2 separate regions of the Sus scrofa genome follow, and region 1 is linked to region 2. A link is a contact called in public Hi-C data. All regions are on one chromosome and are shown on one strand. Each heading gives the region's core, a stretch centred on a gene start, on an enhancer-like site or on the middle of the called end of the contact. The rest is flanking DNA. Distances are from core to core; before and after follow the strand shown. Region 1 has its middle 170 kb from the start of LNX1. Region 2 has its middle 33 kb from the start of LNX1.

Evidence for each region. A called contact is a pair of places that touch in the nucleus more often than the background predicts.
Region 1: a Hi-C map of omental adipose tissue shows a contact between it and region 2, with 1.5 times the contacts expected there. The contact joins two enhancer-like sites. A contact is called at or near these places in 7 of 47 Hi-C or Micro-C datasets (embryonic fibroblasts, fibroblasts, heart right ventricle and 3 more) and 1 of 2 datasets of contacts at active chromatin or transcription factors (skeletal muscle).

What each region holds. Positions count from the first base shown.
Region 1 is chr8:40,639,149-40,645,318 of Sscrofa11.1, forward strand. No RefSeq gene overlaps it. Among named protein-coding and RNA genes, the nearest start is that of LNX1, 170 kb to the left of the region's middle. Within about 2 kb of position 4,578, at least 14 of the 83 cell types and tissues checked have an H3K27ac peak or open chromatin away from gene starts, as enhancers often do. A contact at or near this core is called in omental adipose tissue, where this site is marked.
Region 2 is chr8:40,503,056-40,509,084 of Sscrofa11.1, forward strand. No RefSeq gene overlaps it. Among named protein-coding and RNA genes, the nearest start is that of LNX1, 33 kb to the left of the region's middle. Within about 2 kb of position 3,581, at least 12 of the 83 cell types and tissues checked have an H3K27ac peak or open chromatin away from gene starts, as enhancers often do. A contact at or near this core is called in omental adipose tissue, where this site is marked.

The sequences.
Region 1 (6,170 bases), core at 3,328-5,827, 140 kb after region 2:
GACATTAGGTAGTGAAATAAGCAAGTCATCTACTGGTGTGATTTCCCTTCTATAAAGTATCTAAAATAGTCAGGCTCAGAGTTCCCACTGTGGCTCAGCGGGTTAAGAACTGTACCAGTATCCATGAGGATGCAGGTTCAATTACCAGCCTTGCTGAGTGGGTTAAGGATCTGGAGTTGCCACAAGCTTGGGGTAGGTTGCAGATGCGACTCGGATCCGGTGTTGCTGTGGCTGTGGCATAGGCTGGCGGCTGCAGCTCTGATTTGACCCCTTGCCTGGGAACTTCCATACGCAACTTGTAGGGCCCTGGGAAAAAAAAAAAAGGCAATCAATAAATAAATTAGTTAATTAAAATAAGAGTCAGACTCATAGACCCACAGGGTAGAATGTTGTTGCTGGGGGCAACCTGAGGGGAAATGAAGAGCTGCTGTTCAATGGGTTCAAAGTTTCAGTTGCTCAGGTTGAGTAAGTTCTAGAGATCTGCTGGGCAACATTGTGCTTGTAGGTAACAATACCACATTGCGCACTTCAAATTTTGTTAAGAAGGTAGATCTCATGTTAAGCATTCTTATAACAATAACAACAAGCAAGCAAAAAGCCAACGAAGAAGAGCATCGGATATGTCTATTATCTTGATTGTGGTGATGGTTTCATGGGTGTGTATATATGACCAAACTCCTCACATGATAAATATTAAATATGTGCTATTATTTGGATATCAATGATACCCCAACAAAGCTCTTTTGAAAAAAGAGTGCTGGTTGTCTTTTTATTTTGTTTATGGTTTCCTTTGCTGTGCAAAAGCTTTTAAGTTTAATTAGGTCCCGTTTGTCTATTTTTGTTTTTATATCCATTACTGTAGGAGATGGATCCAAAAAGGTATTGCTGTGATTTATGTCAAAGGGTGTTCTGCCTATGTTTTCCCCTAGGAGTTTTATAGTATCTGGCCTTGTATTTAGGTTTTTAATCCATTTTGATTTTATTTTTGTATGTGGTGTTAGAGAATGTTCCAATGTCTTAGTTTTACATACAGCTGTTCAGTTTTCGCAGCACCACTTATTGAAGAGATTATTTTTTTTCCATTCTATATTCTTGCCTCCTTTGTTATAGATTGACTGTTGGTACATGGATTTATTTCTGGACTTTCAATCTTGTTCCATTGATCCCTATTTCTGTTTTTTTGTGCCAGTGTCATACTGTTTTAATGACTATAGCTTTGTAGTATAGTCTGGAGTCAGGGAGCCTGATTCCTCCAGCTTTGTTTTTCTTTCTCAAGATTGCTTAGGCTATTTGAGCTCTTTATGTTTCCATACAAATTTTAAATTTTTTTTCTTTTCTTTTTTTTCATCTTTTGTCCTTTTAGGGCTGCACCTGTGGCATATGGAGGTTCCCAGGCTAGGGGTCCAATCAGAGCTGTAGCCACCAGCCTACACCACAGACACAGCAATGCCAGATCTGAGCCACGTCTAAAACCTACACCACAGCTCATGGCAACACCAGATCCTTAACCCACTAAGCGAGGCCAGGGATTGAACCTGCAATCTCATGGTTCCTAGTCAAATTCGTTTCTGCTGTGCCATGACAGGAACTCCAAATTTAAAAATTTTTTGTTCTAGTTCTGTGAAAAATGCCATGATAACTTCATAGGGATTGTGTTGACTCTGTAGATTTTCTTGGGTAGTATAGTCATTTTGACAATATTGATTCTTCCAATCCAAGAACAGAGTACATCCTTCCATGTGTTTGTGTCACCTTCAATTTCTTTCATCAGCATCTTAGAGTTTTTGGAGTTTTTGCCTCCTTAGGTAGATTTATTCCAAGGTATTTTATTCTTTTTGATGCAAAAGCAAATGGGATTGTTCCCTTAATTTCTCTTTCTGCTCTTTCATTGTTTGTGTATAGAAATATAATAGACTTCTGTGTACTAATTTTGTATACTGAAACTTTACCAAATTCATTGATTATCTCTAGTAGTTTTCAGGTACCATCTTTTCGGTTTTCTATGTATAGTATCATGTCATCTGCAAAGAGTAACAGATTTACATATTCTTTCCCAATTTGGGTTCCTTTTATTTCTTTTTCTTCTCTGATTGCTGTGGCTAGGACTTCCAGATCTATATTGATTAAAAGTGGTGAGGGCAGACATCTCTGTCTTGTTCATGATTCTTAGAGGAAAATGCTTTCAGCTTTTTACCATTGAGTATAATTTTAGCTGTGGATTTGCTATATATGGCCTTTATTGTGTTGAGGTAGAATCCCTCTATGCCCACTTTCTAGAGAGTTTTTTATCACAAATGGATGTTCAATTTTATCAAAAGCTTTTTCTGCATCTATTGCAATGGTCATATGGTTTTATTCTTCAATTTGCTAATGTGATGTATCACACTGATTGATTTGTGGATACTGAATCCTTACATCCCTGGGATAAATCCTACTTGATCAAGGTGTATGATCTCCTTAATGTATTGCTGGAGTCAGTTTGCTAGCATTTTGTTGAAGTTTTTTGCATTTATGCTTATCAGTGATATTGGTCTGTAATATTTGTAAACAGTGTGACCAAGAAGGGATTAATCTCCAAAATATACAAATAGCTCATATAGCTCAATATCAAAAAAAAACCCCACAAATAACCCAATCAAAAAAAGAAATGGGCAGATCAAAATAGAGCTTTCTCCAAAAAAGGCATACAGATGGCCAAAAGGCACATGAAAAGAAGCTCAATGTTACTAAGTATTAGAGAAAAGCAAACCAAAACTACAATGAGGCATTACCTCACCTTGGTCAAAATGGCTCTCATCAAAAAGTCTTCAAAATGCTGGAGAGGGTGTAGAGAAAAGGGAACCCTCTTACACTGTTGGTGGGAATGTAACCTGGTACAACAACTACAGAGAACAGTATGGAGGAGTCTTAAAAACTGAAATATAGAGTTACCGTATGATCCTACAATCCTACTCTTGGGCATATAGCCAGAGAAAACCATAATTTAAAAAGATACATGTACCTCAATGTTAATAGCAGCACTATTTACAATAGCCAAGACATGGAAGCAATCTAAGTGTCCACTGACAGATGAATAAATAAAGATGTGGTACATATATACAATGGAATACTATTCGGCCATAAAAAAGAATGAAATAATGCCATTTGCTGCAATCTGAGTGGACCTAGAAATTATCATACTAAGTGAAGAAAGTCAGAAAAAGACAAAGATCATATGTTATCACTTATCACCAAAATCTTTAAAATGCTACAAATGGAATCTTAAAGAAATGATACAAATGAACTTATTTACAAAAGAGAAATAGACTCGCAGACACGGAAAACAAATTTGTGATTACCAAGGGAATAGAGGAAGGGATAAATTAGGAGTTTGGGATTAACATATACACTCTACTACATATAAAACAGATAAACAAGGAGTCACTATATAGCACAGGGAACTACACTGACTATCTTGTAATAACCTATAATGGAAGAGAATATAAATATAAATATATTTTTATAAATATAAAACAATCATTTGGCTATATACTTGAAACCAGCACAACATTGTAAATCAACTATATTTCAATAAAAAAATAAGAAAAGAGTACACACCCAGGTGAGTAGGAGAAGATATGTGCGCATGCTCACATATATGCTTATTCATGTGGTCACATTCCAAAATCTGTTGGATGGTTTAGGATTGCCTACCCCTGTGCAGTATTTACTCCTCATCTCCACCTTGTTAGCACAGATAAATTTTTTTTTTGCTTTTTAGGGCCACATCTGTAGCATATGGAGGTTCCCAGGCTAGGGGTCGAATCAGAGCTACAGCTGTCTGCCTATGCCACAGTCACTACCATGCAGGATCTGAGCCATGTCTGCAACCTACACCACAACTCACAGCAATGCCAGATTCTTAACCCACTAAGCAAGACCAGGAATTGAACCTACATCCTCATGGATGCTAGTAGGATTCATTTCTACTGATTCGCATAGGAACACCAGCACAGATCACTTAGAGTGGGTTAGATGCCTAGAAAGAATATCTGTGGGGAAATGGGACAAAATTGGCCCATGGCAGAGGCTGGAAGAAAGACATTCCAGCAGCCCCGTCCTGAGGACCTGTAAGCCCAGAGCTCTCCTGCTGACACTGCCACCTCCAGCTCCCCATTCTGTGCATCTGACGAGGCTAACTTGGCTCTACCTCCCTCTTTCTTACTCCTCTGCAGAAACAGGAATTGTGCAGCAATTGAATTAAGAAGTCAAGCTATTTTTAGGCTTGTTCAATAACTCTCCTCTCTCATGAAATAAAGTCCAGCCTCTTTAAAAATATTCCACAAGGCTCAGCAAGCTCCAACTCCTGTGCTCACTCACATTTCAAAATTTCCTGCCTCACATATTCAAATTTAGTCATTTGCTACTTTCTTGCAATTCCTCCAATTTACTCTAAGATCCCCTCTATTTACAACTCTCTGGCACATTCCCTTCCCTCACCAAATTTCCCTGACCAGGGACCCTGACCCCAGCCCTAGGCTTAGCTCCTTCCCCCTCATCTCTTATGTCACAGTCTAGACATCACTTCTTCCAAGAAGCCTTCCCCGACCCTTCCACAAAGCTGGGTTGGCTGACCCTTCTCTGGCCTCCCTTAGCAAATAGACTACCCATCTCACAGCGTTCCCTACACTTCCCTGTGACTGAGTCTCTGTATTGATCCATTTCCCCCACCACCACCACCAACCCCCCCATGGGGCTATAAACTCCACGGGGGCTGAAGCTCTCTGCATTGCTCTGCACCATATCCCCAGGGTTGTCTTAGAGCCTTCCCAGGGCAGTTGCTCAGAAAATACCTGGTGAATGAAAGGATTCGCCACTGGATCAATCTCAGCCTTGTCGCAAAGTGCAGCGGTAAGATTCCATTGCCAGATTCCCAAATCACAAATTCTCCTTCCTGAATCTCTCAGATGAATGGCATAATACAATTCAGAGACCAGCTCTCTGAAGTTATCTTCCTCAAACATTTAGGAAGTATGGGTCAGGAGTTCCCGTTGTAGCTCAGCAGGTTAAGAACCCAACTAGTTAGTAGGTTCTATTCCTGGCATTGCTCAATGGGTTTAAAGATGTGGCATTGCTGCGAGCTACGGTATAGGCTGCAAACGAGGATCGGATCTGGCGTTGCTGTGGTTGTAGCATAGACAGGCAGATGCAGCTCTGATTTGACCCCTAGCCTGGGAACTTCCATGTGTCACAGGTGTGGCCCTAAAAAGAGGGAAAAAAAATTTTTAAATAGAAGGGGTGGAGGGCTCCCTCTCACCAACAAAAATCAAGTACAACCTCATATTGCCGGCCCTTCTATAGTTGAGTCAGCCAGTTGGGATTATGCTTTCTCCTATCAGACTTCCTAAATAGATCATGAGATTCAAAACTGTTTAATGGGGCCTATACTCAGCCTTCCGAGAAAACCTGCTTCCCGTTTTCATGACAAAGCTTATGTGCTCCACGGCCCTGAGCATCTGCTTATATTTTTTTTGTCTCGTGGCGTAATAAAAGACAGACACACAGAGTCACACACAGGCTCAACAACACCGTTATTCTTCACTGTTCTTATGCAAACTGAACTGCCAAATTCATATTCTAATAGGATGACAAGAAACTATTTCCCTAACGCAATCATGAATCAGGCTGTGTCAGACAGGACTGTTCCCCGCAACGCCCTTCCTGGTTGGAAAGCAAAACGTGTAAGCTGGATGGTTTCAGAGAAACAAATTGCTTCTGGCTGCAGAATGAGATGACTGTAGAGCTGACCAAGAAAAACATAAAAACACACAAAAACACTCCTATTACTTCAAATTAGGACGCCTACATTCCTGGGGCCAGATAGCAAAACTATTTTACCCCCTTAAGACATGATGCTAGAGTTAGTCAGACATTTCCAGGATTTGCGCTCCATGGAAAAATTGGTTGACCCCATTTGCTGAAAACTGTTCTAAGAGGGGTTTGAGGGGTTTGTTGTAAGCATATCCACTGAAGAATAAAGCTTCTGAATGCCATTAAGGGGAGGTTCTCTCCACAATCCTGGCCACCACTTCAATGACTGGAATTGTACAAAGAATTTTAAGGCTGTGGGGGGTGGCTCAGAAAGGGGATCGTAAAATGTCTCTCCACCCAATGGCTAGAGTGGGATCCAT
Region 2 (6,029 bases), core at 2,331-4,830:
CACTACGGGAACTCCTTCTTGTCAGGGATTCATCTTGAGCTTGCTTTAGTGACTGACCCCTCTGCTCCTAACTCTTTCTCTGAGCTCCTGTAAGCTCCCTGACCCTGTTTACTCTTCTTCCTTTTGCAGCAAACCCTTCCATCGGTGCACATCTGGGGATTCCCGGGGCTGTGACACAGCGTGGGGTCACCCTCAGCTTCACCACCCCAGCACAGGCCCCTGAGTACATATTACGATCTTGTCCCCCAGCCACCTGCGCTGGCCTAGAATCCTAACTCATAAAGAAAACAAAACGACATATGCGATTTTTAAAAGTATCTGTTAAATACTTAAGGTGTGCCTGATACTAGGCTAAGCATTTTATGCTCTTTTATTTTATTTCTGATTGAACAGTCCTACAAAACAGGCTCAGTGATCATCTCTAGATTACACCCAGCATAAACAGCAGTTTAGAAATATTATAGGACCTGTCAAAGATGTGGCAGAAGTGGAATATGGACACAAGCCTGTTGGGTTAGTCTTCATGTCTTACCCGCTGCCCCACACATCCCAGAAAACAGTAGGAGTTTATAGCATCTCTTTTCTACAGTCTTCCTCATTCAACATTCAAGCTACTGTACCTATTATCGTTATAATTAAACATATTACATGGATCAGTTAAGTACCCAACCAGTATTTATTGAGTATGTTACCTTCTCTGGGCAAGACACTATCTGAGTCTATACAGGCCAAAAAAAAAAAAAGTGTGATGTATAGTATTTGAATATTTAGCTTACAGTTTACTAACAGTTGTACTCAGGTTGGGAGCGGGTCTTGCGTTTCCCAGATTGGAGATACCCCAAACAGGTCTCTGCCAGCCAGGAACCCCAGATCTCTGGCCAGGAACCCCAGGTCTGCCAGCCTGGAGGAAGGAGATCCAGGAGGGAACCCCACAGGATCTACAGGAAAAGTCCACACTCAGGCCAAAGGGCCAGGGCCACACCAGGAAGATCAAGCCAGGGGCTGATGCAACCTGGGAAACCCTGGCATTCCAAAGAATTTCAGATTCAGATGCTCCTTACTCTGGCATCCTCTGGGAATCTGGCTGGTCCCAGGGTTTCTCTAGGATAACCCCCTGGCCAGAAGCCACTGTGCCCTTATACTGAGTCAAAGCCTTAGTTTATATCTAGAAAAAAGCCCTACCTCTCTGGGTTCCCAGTTTTGTTCTTTATTCATGTTATTCATCCTTCCTGCCATCCATCCCAGAAATGTTTCTTGAGCATCTACTATGTTCTAGTCCCAGGGAGACAGAGATGCACTTAAAAAGTGATGCATATGACATAACCAATAGAATTAACATCACTGTACGATATACACAACATTTGTTAAGAGAGTAAATCCTAAGAGTACTCATCACAAGAAAACAGTTCTTTCTTTTTCTTCTTTTTTGTATCTATATGAGATGATAGATGTTCACTAAACCTGTGGTAATCATTTCATGACATATGGAAGTCAAATCATTATGCTGTATACCTTAAACTTACACAGTGCTCTATGTCAATTAAATATCAACAAAACTATAAGAAAAAAAGGAAGAAGAAACAAAATATCATCAGCTGCTGAACCCAATAACAAATTCTGGTATGTCCATACAAAGGAATATTACTCAGTAAGCAAAAGGAATTCAATATTCATATATACAATAATATGGATGAACCTTAAAAACCAGCTAAATCTCACCCCAAGGAGAAAATATCTTTCTCCTTCCTTTGTATTGCATTATATGAGATGGCTAATGTTATCTAAACCTAGCATAGCGATCATTTCACCATCCATGTCATTTACATCCATGATGTAAGGTACGTCATGCTCTGTACCTTAAATGTATGCAATGATAGCCACCAATTATTTCTCAATAAAACTGGAAGCAGGAGTTCCCATTGTGGCACAGTGGAAATTAATCTGACTAGGAACCATGAGGTTGGAGGTTCGATCCCTGGCCTTGCTCAGTGGGTTCAGGATCCAGTGCTGCCGTGAGCTGTGTAGGTTGCAGACACACCTCGGATCTGGATCTGGTGTTGCTGTGGCTGTTGGCGTAGACCAGTGGCTACAACTCTGATTGGACCCCTAGCCTGGGAACCTCCATATGCCATGGGTGCAGCCCAAAAAGACAAAAAAACAAACACACAAAAAAATAATGCAGGGCAACCTTGCCTTCCAGGAGCTCAAGCTCTGATGCAGGAGGTAGAAAAGAGAAAAAGGGGTGTGTAGAATACAAAGAGCAGCAGAGGATGTCATCACAGGCCACGAAATCTCAGGGTGGACCTCTGACCTGGTCTTCATGGGGGGGTGGGGTGCTGGCGGTGTGTATGAGTGCCCCCACCTGTACCCTCAAGGGGGAGGGGAGGACATACAGGGGCTTCCAAAGGAGACTGTTGGGCACACTTACTTCCTTCTCTGGATGCTTCCCTCCCTGTGGACACCTCCACTAGAGCACCACTCCTGGCCTCCTGCCACCCTTTGTGCATCTCCCCAGGGAGGGGTGGGGGAGGGATGATTTGTCTAATCAGTGAGTCCTGGGAGAGGGAACTGAGAGTAATGCAGGCATCTCCCTGGTGGGAATCATTCCTTCTGCTCCCTAGTGCTGTAAACTTTTTAGAGGCAGGCTTTTGCCAGGAAGGTACCACTCTTAACCATCCCAGCAAAGGTCTGAGAAGTATATTCAGCACAGGAGGAAAGACTGGGGAGTCGTGTGGAGAATACAAATATATTGTATATTATATATATTATATGTTATATAATATATGTTATATATATAGTGTATATGTGTATATATATATACATTGTGTATATATTGTATATAGGTAAATATTGTATATATGTTTATATATGTATATATTATATATACATATATATAGTGTGTGTGTGTGTGTGTGTGTGTGTGTGTGTGTGTGTGTATATATATATATATATATATATATTATATTGCTTTTATATTGCTTTTTAGGGCTTCACCTATGGCATATGGAAATTCCCAGGCTAGGGGCTGAATCCGAGCTAAAGCTGCTGGCCTACACCAGAGCCACAGCAACATCAAGTCCTTAACCTGCTCAAGCCCAGGGGTCCAACCCACATCCTCATGGAACCTGCTGAGCCACAACGGGAACTCCCGGATACTATATTTGAAGCCACACTCACCAACCCAGCTTTTATCAGCACTGTCATTTTGATCTCCGTGTGCCTCACTGGGCTCCCCCAAGCCCCCATGTACGAGATGCTGACCTGGAGTCTGGGCAGCCGTGCAGACTGGCAGCTGGGGTGGCACACCCCTCTGGCTGGACAGAGGGTGATCCTCCCTTTGCATGCACTGAGCCCTGCAGAGACAGGAGACACATGGTCAGGGACTTTGCCGCATGCCCTGCTTAAGAGCTTCCTGTTACAGGATGAAAGAAGCAAATCTGGACTGTCTTTTTTTAAGAGCTTGTAGCAGTTGGACAAAGGTCACGAACAGCCTTTGGTCCAAGCCTGGAACTCCCACTGAGGTCCCACATCAGACTCTTGGGGGAGCAGCCTACCTTCCTCTCGGTCTGCCTTTATTTTGAAAGGGCCCCTGGTGCTCATGTGCTCTGGCTCGCTTTTCTGGAACACCTTTGCCCTGTTGTTTCTTGTGCTTGTTGACTTCCTGTGGAGCTAAATGTGGGATCATATTTGTTCCTAGAAGAAAATGCCGTAACCATATTAACCCGTACTTCTTGCAAGGCCCATTGGGATGACTGCCCCCTTTTGTCAGATGACATTTTACTGAGATGCAAAGGGGGACCCAAGGTGGCAGATTGCCCAAAAAAGCACTGGCAAAACTCCAGCGGGTCCCGCTTATACAGCTTTTCGTGTTCTCACATCAGACAATGCCCTTTCCTCCTTGATTCCATCAGCTGGTTCCTCATCTGGTACAAGTTGGTTCCTTCCTCTCAGGTTTTGACACCAAAAGCTTCCGAGTGACTAACAGGCCAGTAGAGGGAGCTGTGTTAAACAGTTTCCCTAAGTTGAATGTAAAATACTTGAAATTAGCCAAACAGGTGGGCCCGTGTATTCTTTGCAAGCTCCATTTATCAGCGGGTGGTTACCTAGTCAAAAGCTCCAAATCAGGGAAACACTTTGGCAAGCTGTTATCTTGGGGTTTGTGGGCTGCCCTAGATTGTGCATCTTGCTTCCATCAGCAAAGCTTGGTTTTGGCTCAAAACGAGAGTTGCCACAATTCCACAGGCTTGTAGATCCCAGAGGTAGAGCCTGGCTCCAGGGAAGTGAGAGAGATGGGCGATTCTGCTGACCTTGCATACCGGACAGGGCTGCTCATGTCTCCAGAGATAGATTCTGTGCCAGGGGAACCTATGACTTAGGGGGTTGGTTAGCGACTGGCTTTGAGGGCAGTGGCTGGGAAGGAGATGCAGTAATAGGAGAATCTTGGAGAAACATTTGGAACCAGTGCTCACCTAACCCATGAGCTCTTGTGGGGCCTCAGACTGGGCTAAATTCAAGTCCTGGGCAGGCCTTGGTAAAGAATTTTATTGAAGAGGAGTTCCTGTCATGGCACAGTGGAAACAAACCCGACTAGGAACCATGAGCTTGCAGGTTCAATCCCTGGCCTCACTCAACGGGTTAAAGATCCAGTGTTGCCGTGAGTTGTGGTATAGGTTGCAGACACGGCTCGGATCTGGCATTGCTGTGGCTGTGGTGTAGGCCAGCAGCTACAGCTCCGATTAGACCCCTAGCCTGGGAACCTCCATATGCCACAGGTGCAGCCCTAAAAAAGACAGAAAAATGCAACAAAAAAAATTATTGAAGAAACCTCTGTGACCAAGACCATGATGAAATTGGAAAATATCAAGCAAAAGCAACGGGTGTGTATATGATATAAGAACAGGAATTACCAAAATTGATTGCAGGGCATGAAAGATGACAACGGCAGAGACAGAAAAGCTGGCAAAACTAACACCTTTCAAGACCCACCATTGCTCTTTTTTTTTTTTTCTTTTTTTCTTTTTTAGGGCTGCACTTGCGGCATATGGAGGTTCCTAGGCTAGGGGTCTAATTGGAGCTATAGCTGCCGGCCTATGTCACAGCCACAGGAACGCAGGATCTGAGGCACATCTGCAACCTATACCACAGCTCATGGCATTGCTGGATCCTTAACCCACTGAGCATGGCCAGGCATCAAACACACAACCTCAGGGTTCCTAGTCAGATTTGTTTCCACTGTGCCGCGATGAGAACTCTGCTCCCAGTATTTTTAACAAGCAAACCTTTTGGGAAATAGGAGGAAATAAGATGATACATGGGGAGACGCGACCTTGTGGATCAGTTTGCTAGGGCTGTTGTAACAAAATCCCACAGAGTGAGCGGTTTAAAAAAAACCAGAATGTATTTATTGCCTCCAGATCTGGAGCCTGGAAGTCTAAGATTAAGGAGCTGGCAGGCTGGGTCTCCTCTGAGGCCTCTCAACTCGGCTTACAGGTGGTCACCCTCCAGCTGCCTCTCCCTACAGTTATGCACTGGCACCCTGGTCTACTTCTCTTCTCATAAGGACACCAGTCATGTTGGATTAGGACATACTAACACACTAATTTTTTTTTTTTTTGGCTTTTTAGGGCCACATGCATGGCATATGGAAGTTCCCAGGCTAGGGGTCAAATCAGAGCTGCAGCTGCCAGCCTACACCACAGCCACAGCAACTTGGGATCCAAGCTGCATCTGCAACCTACACCACAGCGCAAGGTAACACCAGATCCTTAACCCACTGAGAGAGGCCAGGAATCAAACTCATGTCCTCATGGATACTAGTCAGGTGTGTTACCACTGAGCCATGATGGGAACTCCAACACCCTCATTTAAACTAATTGCCTCTTTAAAGAACTTACAATGACATTCTGAGATACTGGGGGGTTGGGACTTCAAGGCATGAATTTTAGGGTGGAACACAGTTTAGTCCCTATAAACATGAGTGTCTATGACAAAGAAATTGTACTGATTAATATAAGCAATGTTAGGTTTAT